Regions from separate parts of the Mus musculus genome. Here regions 2, 3 and 4 are each linked to region 1. The links are chromatin contacts, called in public HiChIP or PLAC-seq and promoter capture Hi-C maps. All regions are on one chromosome and are shown on one strand. The core of a region is the stretch at or near the end of the contact, and the rest is flanking DNA. Distances in the headings are between cores, read along the strand shown.

Evidence for each region. Promoter capture Hi-C pulls out the DNA fragments that hold promoters and counts their contacts. HiChIP or PLAC-seq counts read pairs in DNA pulled down with a chosen protein or histone mark.
Region 2: an H3K4me3 HiChIP or PLAC-seq map of embryonic forebrain shows a contact between it and region 1, with 6 times the contacts expected there. The contact joins the promoter of Pnpla3 here to the enhancer-like site in region 1. A contact is called at or near these places in 5 of 39 promoter capture datasets (embryonic stem cells, hippocampal neurons, liver and 2 more), 10 of 115 datasets of contacts at active chromatin or transcription factors (embryonic basal ganglia, embryonic forebrain, embryonic hindbrain and 6 more) and 3 of 9 other capture datasets (embryonic stem cells, macrophages and pancreatic islet).
Region 3: a FOXA1 HiChIP or PLAC-seq map of pancreatic cancer cells shows a contact between it and region 1. The contact joins two enhancer-like sites. A contact is called at or near these places in 5 of 39 promoter capture datasets (the C10 cell line, embryonic stem cells and stem cell-derived epiblast-like cells), 1 of 15 datasets of contacts at CTCF or cohesin (the NIH/3T3 cell line), 5 of 115 datasets of contacts at active chromatin or transcription factors (embryonic basal ganglia, embryonic stem cells, pancreatic cancer cells and 1 more) and 1 of 9 other capture datasets (liver).
Region 4: a contact with region 1 is called in a promoter capture Hi-C map of stem cell-derived epiblast-like cells, with 3 times the contacts expected there. The contact joins the promoter of 5031439G07Rik here to the enhancer-like site in region 1. A contact is called at or near these places in 5 of 39 promoter capture datasets (embryonic stem cells, stem cell-derived epiblast-like cells and trophoblast stem cells), 1 of 15 datasets of contacts at CTCF or cohesin (the NIH/3T3 cell line), 4 of 484 Hi-C or Micro-C datasets (the C2C12 cell line, embryonic stem cells and muscle stem cells), 4 of 115 datasets of contacts at active chromatin or transcription factors (embryonic stem cells, pancreatic cancer cells and stem cell-derived neural progenitor cells) and 1 of 9 other capture datasets (liver).

The regions. Positions count from the first base shown.
Region 1 is chr15:84,652,603-84,656,169 of GRCm38.p6, forward strand. No RefSeq gene overlaps it. Among named protein-coding and RNA genes, the nearest start is that of Prr5, 27 kb to the right of the region's middle. Within about 2 kb of position 1,784, at least 223 of the 459 cell types and tissues checked have an H3K27ac peak or open chromatin away from gene starts, as enhancers often do. A contact at or near this core is called in the C2C12 cell line, the NIH/3T3 cell line, embryonic basal ganglia and 9 more, where this site is marked.
Region 2 is chr15:84,165,950-84,169,516 of GRCm38.p6, forward strand. It overlaps Pnpla3 (patatin-like phospholipase domain containing 3), which reads left to right and starts at 1,867. Exons shown (of 8, transcript NM_054088.3): 1 at 1,867-2,111. The coding sequence starts at 1,925. It overlaps Mir6392 (microRNA 6392), which reads left to right and starts at 2,321; the gene lies at 2,321-2,428.
Region 3 is chr15:84,293,215-84,296,781 of GRCm38.p6, forward strand. Parvb (parvin, beta) reads left to right here. Exons shown (of 13, transcript NM_133167.3): 7 at 2,343-2,401. Among named protein-coding and RNA genes, the nearest start is that of Gm22890, 28 kb to the right of the region's middle. Within about 2 kb of position 1,812, at least 15 of the 459 cell types and tissues checked have an H3K27ac peak or open chromatin away from gene starts, as enhancers often do. A contact at or near this core is called in pancreatic cancer cells, where this site is marked.
Region 4 is chr15:84,986,193-84,989,759 of GRCm38.p6, forward strand. 5031439G07Rik (RIKEN cDNA 5031439G07 gene) reads right to left here and starts at 1,779. Exons shown (of 10, transcript NM_001033273.3): 1 at 1,417-1,779. The coding sequence starts at 1,480. Gm39558 (a long non-coding RNA gene) reads left to right here and starts at 1,843. Exons shown (of 4, transcript XR_875533.1): 1 at 1,843-1,940; 2 at 2,963-3,264; 3 at 3,354-3,468.

The DNA of each region.
Region 1 (3,567 bases), core at 534-3,033:
ACTTAGGAGATAGAAACAGACAAATTGGGCTGGAGAGATAGCTCACTGACTGTTCTTCTAGAGGTCCTGAGTTCAATTCCCAGCAACCATATGGTGGCTCACAACCATCTGTAATGGGATCCGATGCCCTCTTCTGGTGTGTCTAGAGACAGCTACAAAGTGCTCATATAAATAAAATAAATCTAAAAAAAAAGAAAAGAAACAGACAGATCCCTATGTGTTTGTGGCCAGCCTGATCTATCTAATGAGTTCTAGGTCAGTCAAGCTTACCCTAGTAAAATCCTGTCTCAAAAAACAAACAAACAAACAAACAAACTTTAAATGCCACATTTCTCTGGGGCCACTAAGAAAGGCCAGTGTAAGAAAGGGTACAAGGATGGAGGTCCAAAGAAAATCAAGCAAAGCCCAGAAACTCCAGATCTGAGCAAGGCTCATCCCATGTAGGAGACAAAACGAAGGCTTTGGATGAAGAGCTAACCGGGTGTGAAGACACACAGGCTGTCAGGTAGACGGAGGTCTGGGGGTTCCCTTGTGGGGCATCTCCTTCCCCATCCCCGGGTTTTAAGCAGTGCAGTGGCAGAGGGTAAGATGGGGCCTAGAATTCAGAAACAGAGCTGGGAGTCCCGCAGGGTTATGAGTTTTCATGCTCTTAGATTCCAGGAATCCGCTCAGTCGAAAGGTGAAGAATCCAGTGTAGCGACCTCCTCAGCCACACAGCCAGCTCAGCCCTTCTGTGCCAGGGCTGGGGAGGGCTGACTGAGGACATGAGGCTCCGCTCAGAGGAGAGCCCAGGCTAATGAAAGTCTTTATCTGGCTCAACTTGGCTCAGCTAAACCCTGACCATCAAGTAGGCATTATAGGCTCTGCAATAAAATAGATAAAGAAGAGGCGGGGTGTGGGGGTGCTATCTGGAAATCAAAGTCAACCTGAACTACATGTGACCCTATCCCAAGAAATCAAAATAGAGTACCCCCGCCCTCTGGTTTTTCCAAGACAGGGTTTCTCTTGTAACCTTGGCTGTCCTGGACAGGCAGATAGAGTTCAAGGCTAGCCTGGTCTACAGAGTGAGTTCCAGGACAGTCAGGGCTACATAGAAAACCCCTGTCTTGAAAAAGGAAAGAAAGAATTCTAGGGTTATGGATATATAACCATCTAAGCCATCACACAGAATCTATAACTTTGTGAGGATCTCAAGCAACCCAAGATAGCTTTGACTCTGCTCTATAACCAAGAAGGACTTTGAACTCCTGGTCGGTGCTGGGACCCTACCTGGTTTTATGCCATGCTGTGGGTGGAACTTGGGGCTTTGTGTGTGCTAGACGAGTATTCTACCAACGGAGCTACAGCCCCAGCCCCAGAATTAAAAAAAAAAAAAAAAATTTTAAGGACAAATGTCTTCAATAGATGCAAAAACGAATAATCCTCAAACAAATTAAAAAAAAAAAAGGGATACCCCACCAACCGGTAAAGAAATTCCAAGAACGTATAGACTAACGTCACAGTAAATCGGAAGCTTTCTCCAGCAGCCCGGCATAAGACATGGATCTCGGCTCTCCCCATTCCCCCCTTGATCCGGAAGCGCTAAACAGCCTGTATGTTGCTCGCGTAGGAAACCTAGAAGCGTTCTACAGAGCCCTGGCTCTGTGGATAAAGCACCGAACGGACCCGTTGAAAGGTCTGGGATGCTGACGGCAGGCTGGCTGCAGGCTCTCCAAGAAGCCAGCCATCTCAGGCCAACTGCGCCTGTGCTGACTCTACATGGAAACCTGAGAGCAGCCGCGGAAGGACAGATTGCTGGCAGGATGCCAGACCACAGCCTTCGTCACTAATCCCACCCTGGGACACAGGATGTGGATGAGTGGGGGGAGGCGGGGCGGGGCGGGGGATGGGGCAGCTGCCTGCCGGGCTTTCTGAGTGTGCATGGAGGAGGGAGCTTAGACTCTTTATCATCAAGTTCTATGTCTTGGGGTGGGGGAGGAAGAGTTGCCGGCCAGAGCTGTTCCCATGGGGATGAAGGAAAGGTGCCCATCCTGGAACCAGGGTCCTGATCTCCTCATCCTCTCAGGCTCTTCTGTGGGGACCCAGGGTGGACACTCACTGGCAGGGCAGCTGAGGACTGCAGGATGACACTTTCCCAGGAACTGTAAATCTGTGAGCCTGCTGTTGAGGGAGACTTTCCCTCAGCTCTCCCTAGCGGACAGAAGCAACCCAACCCCTATGGTAGCAGTTCCCAGGCTATGGGGGGAGGGGAAGTCGCATTGCAGATATCCTGCATAGCAGATATATTCCATTACGGTTCATAGCAGTAGCAACATTACAGTTATGAAAATTTAAGTTAAGCATCAACAAAGCAATCTTAAGGTTGGGGATGACCACAATGTGAAGAACGAAATAGAAAGGCCACGGCGCTAGGAAGGTTGAGAACCACCGCATGGGCTTCCAACATCACAACCTTGATCATAGCAACTGGCAGAATTAGCGTTTAGGCCTCGCTCACCCTGCTCTTCAGCCCTGCCCTTCAAGCTCTTCCGAGCAACTGGGAGTCCTTCTGCATTCCAACCCCAGCTTCCCAGCTGCAAGGCTTCCCTGTGGGCTTGTTACTCAAGTTAAGGTCTGGGCCCTGGCAGCCCCCCCAACAAGCCAAGCTCAGCAAACTGTCCTCGACAAGCCAATTAAAGACAAGCAACACGCAGAGAGGAGAAAATAGGAAGTTTATTCAACATAGCCATGTTGGGAAGGTGAACGCAGAGGCCCAGGGACTGCTTCCTACTCAAGGCCATCTTCTGTGTCCTAACAAGATATTTAGGCTGACATAAAGGGGAAGAAGTGTGCATAGCCAGGCAGTCCTGGTCCAAGCGGGGCCCCGCCTACCATCATTGTCTGCGTCTAGTCTCTTCTGCAAGGTGGTCTGATAAACTATGAGGACCGTGCAGAATCTCTTCCTAGGATGCAAGCTCCTCCTTGGGTCAGCTCTAGGAGTCAGCTTTGTTCTTTTCCCAGTGTGAAACCCCTGGGAATATCAATATCCCAGAATCGTGGGGTGCATTATCTCCATAGTCTGACAGCCAAGGGGAGGGGCTCATGAGTCTGTTCGGAATAGTTTTTATCCTGACAGATTGTCACAAGCTCAAGGGTAGACGTGGGGGTGCGGGGGGCAATGTGGAAGCCTTCAGAAGTCCTGGGCCTCTGAGGAGTTGCTCGAAATATGACATTTGGCTTGTGTTAGAAGGGAAAAGCTTCCTGGTATGAGCTCATCTGGGTGCAGTTCCTTCAGCTGCACCCCAAGATGGAGCCATGTTGCTCAAAATTCCTCACTGGAGGAAATATATGAATAATATCTATCTCTCCCTCCTCACAAGCTCCCAATGACAATTCATGGGTGTATGAAGCACAGGGGACCCCAGCCCATCCCCACTGAGCAGTCTACACTCAACATGGATGATAGCCACTCTGTGTCTGTGAGGAGGGAACATTTTCCCCTTGCATGGGGTTTGGGGTTTTGTTTGTCAACTTGACATACCCTAGAGTTATTCTGCATGAGGGAGACACAATTAAGAAAATGCCTCC
Region 2 (3,567 bases), core at 617-3,116, 490 kb before region 1:
AAATTTGTTCTAGCTGGGCGTGGTGGCGCACGCCTTTAATCCCAGCACTCGGGAGGCAGAGGCAGGCGGATTTCTGAGTTCGAGGCCAGCCTGGTCTACAAAGTGAGTGCCAGGACAGCCAGGGCTACACAGAGAAACCCTGTCTCTAAAAACCAAAAAAAAAAAAAGAAATTTGTTCTGTGGGGTGAGGGATTTTGTAACTTTTCTTTTGTTCTTTTTTCTTCTGCCTGAAACAATAGCAAACCATTCTACTAGAGGCCTGGAGAGATGGTTCAGTGGTTCATATGTTGCTTCTCCATAGGACCTGGGTTAGGTTCCCAGCACCCATAGAGTGATTAACAACTGTCTGTGACTCCAATTCCAGGGATGCCCCAGCTGGTAGGACCCAAGTGTGTGTGTGTGTGGGGGGGGGGCATTCCAAACCAGAGTGCCGGAGTGGGCTGGGAAGAAGATGCTCAAGAGTCCAATACTCTCTCCTAGATTTCATGGGTACTAAACCTGAATGTGGTACACAGCTATGCATGCAGCCAAAACACCCATACACATAAGAATATTAAAAATAAATTTTAACTAAAATATTCTATTAAAGAGTAGTGTACAGGGGCTGGTGAGATGGCTCAGTGGGTAAGAGCACCGACTGCTCTTCCGAAGGTCCGAAGTTCAAATCCCAGCAACCACATGGTGGCTCACAACCACCCGTAATGAGATCTGATGCCCTCTTCTGGTGCGTCTGAAAGACAGCTACAATGTACTTATATATAATAAATAAATAAATAAATCTAAAAAAAAAAAAAAAGAAAAAAAAGAGTAGTGTACAAATTGTATTGCTATACTTGGTCAAAGATACTTTGTAGTCAGAAGAGGCACAGACAGGACCACAAACCATCTAGCTCCCAGCTTTCCTTACTCCTGCCTTCATTGGCACCGGCCAATCACATATTTTATTTATAAGTGACACTTGTACATGGAAACTTCAGGTCCTCCCTGCCTGGTGTTGTCTTCCTGTAGTCTTAGTTACTTAGGAGGCTGTGGCAAAGGGGCCAGAGGCTGAAGTCCAGGCTGAGTCACTGAAGGAGGCAGCTGGTTAAAAGAAAAAGGAACCCAGGGCAGCTCAGTGGTAGAGCCTTTGCCTAGCATGCAGGAGGGCCGAGGTTCAGTTCTTAGTACTGTAAAATTAAACAAGGCGCTGAAAGGATGGTTCAGCGGTAGAGGCCACAACTACTCTTACAGAGCACCAGAGTGGAGTCCAAGAATCCACGCGATGGCTCACAATCCTCTGCAACTCCAGTTCTAGGAGGTTTAACGTCCTCTTATGGCCTCCTTGGTCACTGCACACCCATGGTGCATAGACATACATGCAGACAAAATACTCATAAACATGGGGGCGGGGAGCCTAAGTATCTTTTTAAGAGGAAGGAAGGAAGGAAGGAAGGAAGGAAGGAAGGAAGGAAGGGAGGGAGGGAGGGAAGGAGGGAGGGAGGAAGGAAGGGAGGAAGAAAACCTCTCTCCATGAATTAAAAACGAACAGAAAGCAAAATAAATAACTGCAAAAACAGACACCCTACATGAAAATAAAGGAAAGACAGCATGTGGATGGTAGCATCTCTCGTGTAATAAAGAAAAGGAGAGAGTGCCACCGGCGTGCCATCCAGAACCTGAAAGAAAAGGGTATTCAAAGAGCCATTCTGCCCAGCAAGCATCCAAGCCTAGGATTTGGGAAAGCCCACGCGGGAGGGACATGGGGCGGGGCATGAGTCCAGTACGCCCATTGGGCCTCCCACTGGCTTATTTGCATGGTCCTAGTGGGGCGGGGCCTCAGCTGACGTCACCCGAAGACAGCTTAGGCGGCTGCGGCTCTTTAAGCTCAGAGCAGCAACACCGGGAGCAGAGCTGAACTGCAGCGCCGCCCGGAGCTTCAAGCACCATGTATGACCCAGAGCGCCGCTGGAGCCTGTCGTTTGCAGGCTGCGGCTTCCTGGGCTTCTACCACGTCGGGGCTACGCTATGTCTGAGCGAGCGCGCCCCGCACCTCCTCCGCGATGCGCGCACTTTCTTTGGCTGCTCGGCCGGTGCACTGCACGCGGTCACCTTCGTGTGCAGTCTCCCTCTCGGTGCGTCCACGGCCACTACCCAGGCCCCGCGTGCGGGGAGGGGTTGCTACACCTGGGGAATCGGTAACACTTTCCGGGGTGCCCGAAGAAACCTGTCCGGAGAGCTCTCATCCTTCCCGGTGCCGTTGAGCACTCAGCTGGAGACCCTGGGCCTGTCACCTGGCGTGGGATTTCCCGGGGCCGGCTGGAGCAGACGCGCTCCGAGCATCTTCTTCCTGACCCGCTCTGGCGCCCTGGTCCTGTCAGCTGGGTCATCCCTGAGCAGCAGGGAACGACGCAGGTTTGCCGGGTCCTCTGGTCCCTGAGCCGCAGAAGGTTTGTCCTGTGTGGCTCTGGCTAGTGTCCCATGGCTGGTGCCGCCAGGAAGGGCAGAAGGCACCCAGACTAGAACACCCTTAGTGGCAGTCCAATGCTCCGGTTGCCTTTAGAGGTGGCTGGTGGGGGCGGGGTACGTGGATTAGAGAAATATTTGGAACACTCCCTAGAAGCTGGAATGGGTTCCCAGACAGATCCAGTTCCACTCTCTCCTGTCTTCACTAGCCTAGATAAGCGGCCCTTCCCAGATCGATGTCACTGACATTCAGGGCATTTGAATCTTGGCCTAATTAAACATTTGCCCATGCACCCATGAGCGAGAGGAGGCGAGTACTCTCCTCTCCCCCACTAAACTACTAGGATGTGATGCCTTCTCTTCCCAGTGTCATAGCCGGATGCTTTTGGGGTTGTGGGCAGGGCTTGGCTAAGTGCCCACGGGGGGGGGGGCGGACTGCTGACACCCAAAGGTCCCCAGGCTGCATGACAATGTCCCACATCAACCCTCTTTGATCTGGGGCCTCTTTAACACTTTACTCTTTGCTCTCTGCTGGCCACAGCCAGCAGGGAGAGACTTTGGCAGGCAGGGGAAAGCCCCTGCTGATGAGCGGAGCTCTGCCATTGGATGGGATCGGTGAGCAGACCCTGAGCCGATGAGAATCAGGGATTAGAAGACAAGCAAATCTGGCTGTGTGCCTGCTTGTCTGGGTTTCCCAGTGAGGAGGGAGCCAGGAGTAAAGGGCAGTGAGAGTGGCCTCTGGAAAGACTAGATTAGTCCAGTGGCCATTGCACACCCTGGGCTTCGGCACTAAAGGCAGTTAGTTCTTAAATGGAGGGCTCTGAGCCCAATAGCGATGGATGATTATTGGGACATGGTTTAAATGCATTGACTCCAGGAATCTTAAGTACACCCACTTTCATATAGAGCAATGGTTCTCTCAACCTGTGGGTCACAGCCTCTCTGGGGGTCTAATGACCCTTTCACAGGAGTCATCAAAGACCATTGGGAAACAGATACTTATGATTCATAACAGCAAAATTACATTATGAAGTATCATCGAAAATAATTGTATATTTGGGGGGGCAACCACAACATGAGGGACTGTATTAAAGAGTTCCAGCACTGGGAAGATTGAGAACCAAT
Region 3 (3,567 bases), core at 562-3,061, 360 kb before region 1:
ACTGGAGGAGGCTGTGACCGGCAGAATGAAATAGACGCCCAAATTAAAGGCTCTCCACATTTGCTCCGTATTATAAGCCATCATCCTCCATTATTTCTTTTTTTAGGTTCATTTCTCTTGATTTACTCAGAGAAGGGAGCCAGGACCTGGGGTCCTGCTAACGGGGGAGTGGGGGACAGGCATGGATCTGCTGTGAGGACTGTCTTGTGTTTTAGTGTTCAAGCACACAGGTGCTGGCCGGGTTTGGTTCCTGTGCACAATTTTACCAGGAACCACGTATTAAGCACCTACTGGGTGCCAGACATTTGCCTGAACTGCTGGGGACCCTGGGTGAGGATAACCAGTTTTGGCCTGGAAGAGACACCTTATCTGCCAAAGGGCTGAGGTCACACTTGGGACCTGTATGTCGGTGTTTATGTGTCTGGAGACATTCAGCTACACTCTGTTCTCTGGATTTTTAACTTATCTGTTTTGTGGTCTGTGGTCCACTGGGACCTGGCTGAGCCTGTGTTTTCTGAAGCCATTCCGACCTCTCTACTGCCCTGGGAGCTTAGTGGTACCCTGCCGGGAAAGCCCCGTGTCTGACATTAAGCGGAAGGTCACCTGCCATTTCTCCCTGCTTCCTTCCCCATCAGGATATTTGTGGTCAGCGAGAGTGACGCAAACTCAGGGGGACCATTCCTGCGGCCCTAGACTTGGCTGCTGGCTCCTAGGCAGCGGGCCGGGAAAGTCTTCCCAAGGACACATGGGAAAACGGTTCCTAAACCTACCTACGTCAGTCCAGGCCTCAAGAGTACTGAGCGGGCTCACCATCTGGGTATTTTCTTTCAGTCTTGCACACTGGTCCAAGACAAGCTGGGGGTTTTTTGGAAAATCTGACTGCCCTTGCAAGCCCCCTCCAGCTTGCTGCGCCTTGACTGGGATTCCGGGGTTGTCTGCATTGAGTCCAAAGGAAAAGAAACTGGGCAAGGAGATTCAACTGGATGGCAGCCTCTCAGCCTCCCAGTGTCTACTGCCTCTCCTGAGGTCCTCCAGACTGTCTGTGTGCTCGCTCGCTCGTTCGCTCGCTCGGGTGGCCCACCAACTTATTTGAAATGAGGCCATGCGAGGCTGGAAGGCATGAGATCCAAGCCTTGCTTACCCCCCCACCCCCACCCCAAGCCTTGCTTAGCCCCCCCCCGCCCCCCCCCCCAGCAATGGAAGGATTTCTCATGGCTGCGGTGATCGGCCTACAGACTCGGAGTGATGTTGCTAACCTTTCAATTATCCGGTTCCCAGTTTACCAAAGCCCGGCAACCAACAGGCACCTCATTCATGCCTATGCAAATAAGCGAACCCAATACCCAGAGTCTTCCTTGGCAGGCTCTGTTGAGTGCCAGTCAGAATGAGACTGGGATGAGCCATATGACGTCCCCAGTTGCATTTACTTGTTCACCAGGACCAGTCTACAAGATCCCTAGAGCCAGCTCAGGGAAGGGTGAGAGGGCTGCCTGGATAGGACTCAGGTTCCTGTCCCTCAGGAGCTTCAAGCAGGGACCTGCGGTTATGGCTACTTTGGCTGGCCTCTGGGAACTTCCAGTGTATGCGGGCTGCTATCTGCCATCATCTCTGCTGTCCTACCACTGCCCCGTGTGCCTGCCAGAGTTGCCGGGATGAAGGACCACTACTAACTGGAGCTTCCAATGGCGGGTGGATTTCTCCTCCCAGCACTTCCGGACTTTAGGAAAGCAGCTCTCTTTACCCTGTTCTGTTTCTGCCAAGGCTGGCTGTGTTCAGTGTCCATGTTCGTGCACTGCCACGGCCCTCTCTGTTTCTACTTTTTCCTTTTGGGGTATCCCACTCACCCCAGCTGCAGAGCTCACCACTATGTGGCCATTCTTAACTAGTATTGGAAGCCGAGAAGGAAAAGCAGGTTCCAACATCCTGGGTAGACATGTTTGGGGGATCCCGTTTGAGCAAGTGCCCACATGTTCTTTCTCTGGAGTCCTGTCCCCCCACCCCCACCCCACATGACTCATGAACTACCCATCTCTCCTGCCTCAACCGCAGAATATGGTCTCTAGTTGGTGTTTCTTGCCTGGAATGTTTCTCCCAAGCTTTGCTTAGTGACCATATCCCAGGGTACCACGGAGAACAATGTGAGGGTAGTCCCTCGTGTCGTCTGGAGTATACCCGTCCAGGCGTGAAGTGTGCACTGGGGCACATGGTTCTCCCTTTCTAGGCTGGCGTCCTGCCCAGGGTCACCATGAAGGGATTTCCCATGAGATCAGTGTTTGTCCTCTGTGTTGCCCCTGCTCCGTGGTCTGTCTGTCTTGATGATTTGTTTGCTTTGGGGTTTTCAGAAGCGAGAAGGCTTGCTGCACTCCAGCCACATCTCAGAGGAGCTGACCACGACCACAGAGTAAGTGGATGGCAGCCGCTCCTCAGGGTTCTGTACCTCAGGGACCCATGCCTCATGCAAGGCCTCAGGCCCAAGGCCCTGGCTTCAGCCCGGGACACTAGCCTGGGGGAGCCTGTGTTCATTCCTCCATACTCTTTAGTCTTAGTGTGTGCTTTTTTTGTGGAGTGACTTGCCTGCCTTCTTTCTCCACACAGTCCCTCTTGGGCTTCCCATGTCCGTCTCTCACCTCAAAGAGAGTCTCTCATTCCTTATTTTAGGAGGTGAACTGAAGGGATGGGTTAGTCAGTGAAGTGCTCACTGTGTGAGCATGAGGGACCCGATACTCAGCACCTATGTTAAACACGCGCGCGCGCACACACACACACACACACACACTCACACACACACAATTCAGGGACAGGGTTATGTATCTATAACTCCATCATGGGGGTGGCAGAGACGGGTGGATCTCTGAAGCCCATTGGTTAGTCTTTCTACCCAAATCAGTGTGTCTCAGGTTCAGTGAGAGACCCTGCCTCAAAAATACAACTCACACACACACACACATACAACACACACATACAACACGCACACACACACACACACACACACCATATACATTATACACAATTAAAAAAAAATTAAAGGAATGTCAGGGTGCCAGGTGTGTTAGCTCAGGATAGCCACCGAGACTCACGCTCACACTGGCCAGTCAAGTCCTGCTTGTTTTCTAGTTTTCCTCTCCCCTTGTCTATCAACAGTTGCTCTCTTAGAGGGAGCTACCATGTGATCAGTCAGAACTGTCCTAAGGTGGACACTGTTGAGTCCTCTGGTCTCTTTGAGCAAGCCATACTTTTCAAAAGCCTAGAGAAACTTGATCCTAATAGCCAACCAGATAGTGTACCATGTGTGAGGGCCCACGGTACCCCAGGATGGACCGGAGGAACTCGACACCTCTGATCCTTCTGAAGAAACCGGTTTCAGTGTTTAAAACATGGACGGTGTCAGCTAGCTCACCAATTCTGTTCACAGAGACGCTAAGACTGACTGTGTATTCAGTATGGCCTTTCCACAGCTGACTGGAACAGAATCCATCAGGCATGGAGAGTGGGCTGACAGATAAGCTGAAGACATGGCAGTGTGCTCTGGGATGTGTGTGTGTTCTGTTCCATGTAGTTCCCAGGGGA
Region 4 (3,567 bases), core at 529-3,028, 330 kb after region 1:
GTAGAGACTATATTATAACAGACATGATGATGCTTTCTGGTCAGGGACCACAAAGGTGTGTGCAGAGAGGAGTGTGAAGGAGCTACCTGGAGCTGCAGAGGTCACAGGGCTGAGGGGCTTACAACAGACGGTTGCCCAGACCCTCCCCAATTCAGACATTCTGTGCCAGGTTGACAGCTGGCCCTAACAGGTGGGCACCCAGTAGGTGCTCAAATACATGTTTACTGAGTCCATTAATAAGGACACTCTAAATCAGCTACAAACCATTCTCTGGACACCTTTTTGGAGAAAAAAACCCACTAAAATCTGTGTCCTTATCTATACCCCCAGGTGGCTGTACCTGCCTGACAAGAGAACTTTGCTGAGGTGAGCTGGGCTAGACCCTGCTGCCTAAGAAGGCCAGGTGCTAAAAAAGTCTCCTTCAAAAAAAAAAAAAAAAAAAGAATTGAAATTCACTTCTGCTTTTCACAGAGCCTCCCGGGCGTGGCCTACCAAGGGACCCTGAGTTCCAGGTGTTACCCTCTCCCTCTGCTACTGTGGTCCTACCAGGGTACCAGGGTACACTTCCACTTTGGAGCACTGACAGGATCTAGAAGGCTGTTACTTCCCTCAAAGAGAACTCAAGCCCTGACAGGGAGGTGGGGGTGAGGGGACACAACATAGAATGAAGTCATTCCTTACATGAAGAAGGGAGGGGTCTTTTTTTTTTTTTTTAGAGAAAATGACAAGCCCAAGATTATAGGGGAGGGGGTTTCTGCCACATGGTTCTGGGCAAATGTATCAGTTATGCATTACCTCACATCCAAGACGACCCCACCCACACCTCCCAGGCCCTTTCAAACAATGAGACACCCCCACCCCACCCAGCAGCTGAATGACTCCTTAGACCAGAATCACACCCGGAGAGGCTGTAGCAAATCCCTGATTCCAGTGCTAAGTAGGTGGGTCAAGGGGCAGAGGCCCAACAGGTCCCTTGTAGAGCTAATGGACAAGAGGACCTTTAGGTGCAGAAAGACAAAGGCTACAGCAATCAAGAGCCGCGGTCTTCCATGTGGGCTGGGGAATGTGGTCAGGGCACACTGCCTTGAACTCTGAACTCAAGGGCCTCCCAAAATCTCACGCCCACACTCCCTGCAGCAGCAGTGGGGCCCCCAGATCTTCCAGGAGAAGGAAGAAGAGTTAAGGAACCACGAAGAGGAAGAAGGAGCTGGGACAGATATCCTGGCGGTCAGAGGAAGATAGGGACGCGGAGACACAAGGATCGGGGTTCTGTGGTACCAAAAAGACACTGAGACTTGGGGTCCCGAAAGACAGAGCCCAGGGCGGTGGGGATGCACGGAGGGCAAGGAGCACAGGGGGACTAGCGGAGGTGGACTCGCGCGGACACTCACGCGCGCGCCCGTCCCCGTCACTCACCCAGGCCGCAGACCTCACGGCGCAGGCTAAGGCGTCCGCGCTCCTCGGCTATGGCGCGCAGCATGTGCTGCAACGAGCGCTCCTCCGCTTCGCTGCTGTCCACGGACTCCCGGGAGGCGGCCGGCCCAGCCCGGAGCCCCGCGGGCGCGGACGCCGAGGCACAGGCCCTGCCCGGCGGCCGCGCGGAGGCCATGCCGGGCCCCGGCTCATCGCCCGCGCCGCGCCCGCGGGGGCCACCGACACGCCCCGCCGCCCGTGCCCCGCTGCCGCCCGCCGCGAGCACCAGTGAAGCCACAATCCGCTTTTGTGTGCGTCGCCGCCGCCGCCGTCGCCACCGCCGACCTCGGAGCACAGCGGAGCACTGCGATCCTCAGCTCCGCCACCGCCCGCCCGCGCGCGCTCGACACCGCCCAGGCCCCACCCCCGACGCGGGCCCGCCCCCAAACCCGCCCTTTCCCCGCCCCCGACACGCAAAGGCCCTGCCTCATACTCCTAAAACTCCGCCCAGATCTCTGGGCAAGGCGGTGAGTCGTCCCTGGTCCTGGCCCCGCCTACTTCCTTGCGACCAGCTGCTGCCAACTTCAAAAGCCCATCGCGTCCTCGCTCCAACCTGTCGCGTGACGTTCTCGTCATCTCATTCCCACACCTTCCTTGGCCTGCTGACCTTCCCTGCTGCCCGTGTTCCCCAACCCTGAGTCCACTTTCTCCCGCCCCCCGCCCCCCCTCCAGTAGAGTCACGCCTCTGAGCCGCCCCCTCTGCGCCTCACTGATTTTGCGCTTTGTCACCGCCCTGTGCATTCCCTGAAGCCTCCAGCACACCAGCTCTGCTTATTTCTGTCTGAACCTTCCAAGTAGGTTCTGCTAAAAACTTGCTTCACAAAACTCAACAAGAAGTTACCACCTCCTTTCGGAGGTCTCCTGGGACGCCTCAGTTTCCTCTGCTGAACACTTAGGAAAAGGGGTCAGAGAGTTGCTTCCTGTCTTAGCTCCTGTGCTGACTAGAGGCCAGAGGTGGATCAGATCAGCTTGCATGTGATCCTAATTAAAGGCCAAGGTCCAGCTGGGCATCCATCCCTGTGCTAAAAGAGGAAGATGCAGGGAGCAGCCGCCAGAAGCCACGTTCTGAACTCACTCGGTGGTCCTTTCCCAGGACCAGGGTAGGTGACCATGCACTGCTGGTCTCAGCCAGTTACATTTCCAGTGTCAAATTCTCACAATCATGCTAAGCATAAAGTTCTGTCTGCCCCGACTCTTCTTCACCCTGTCTGGGATACCCTTCTCCTAGTCTCCTGTCTCCTTTGGATCCCAGTGTCCTCCAATACATTTCCTCAAAAACAAACAAACTATATCTTGCCTGCCTCCTGTTCTATTATTCCTAGGCACAGCATCCTTACCACTCCCCTGACATCACACTGCATAGCTGTAGGAGGCGTCTCAGAAAACCAGCCCCTTTCCCTTGGGCTTCCCAGTCCTCAGAATGGTTTAAGCCTCCCGTCTGTGACATTGCACCATGGCAGCTCTAACTAAGACACTGTGTATTCCTCAGGCCTGGCTTCTGACAACTGTATTCCCAGCGCCCAATAAATGCAGGCTGTGTGATGGAGACTGGAGAGAGGCCTGCTGAGGAAGATTGTCTCTAAGGAAGGTGGGGTGGGACCACAAGGTGTGGAAACCACTCCAGAGCAGGAAATTGGCAGCTTTGGCATACTGTTCAAGCCTTACCTGGGATTTGTACCGCTCCCCTGAGATGCTCAGGGTAGGGCTTGAGTGACTAATTCCATGGTCCCAGAGCAGTGGTTCTCAACCTTCCTGATGCTGGGACCCTTCAATACATTTCCTTGTTTTATGGTGAGCCCCAACCATAACTTACTTTTGTAGCCACTTCATATCTAATTTTACTAGTTATAAATCATAATATAAATATCTGTGTTTTCCAGTGGTCTAGGGTGACCCCCATGAAAGGATCATTGAACCCCACAATGGGAGCTGAAATGACACACAGGTTGAAAACCATAGTCCTAGAGTCAGGCACAGGAGGGACTCTGTAAAAAGGTACGTATCTCGGAAATTACTGGCCTTTGTCTCCTCTCCCCTGGGCCTGTGGCCCCATCTATTAATGAGGACCCGGTGTGAAAATTGAGGTGACAAGCT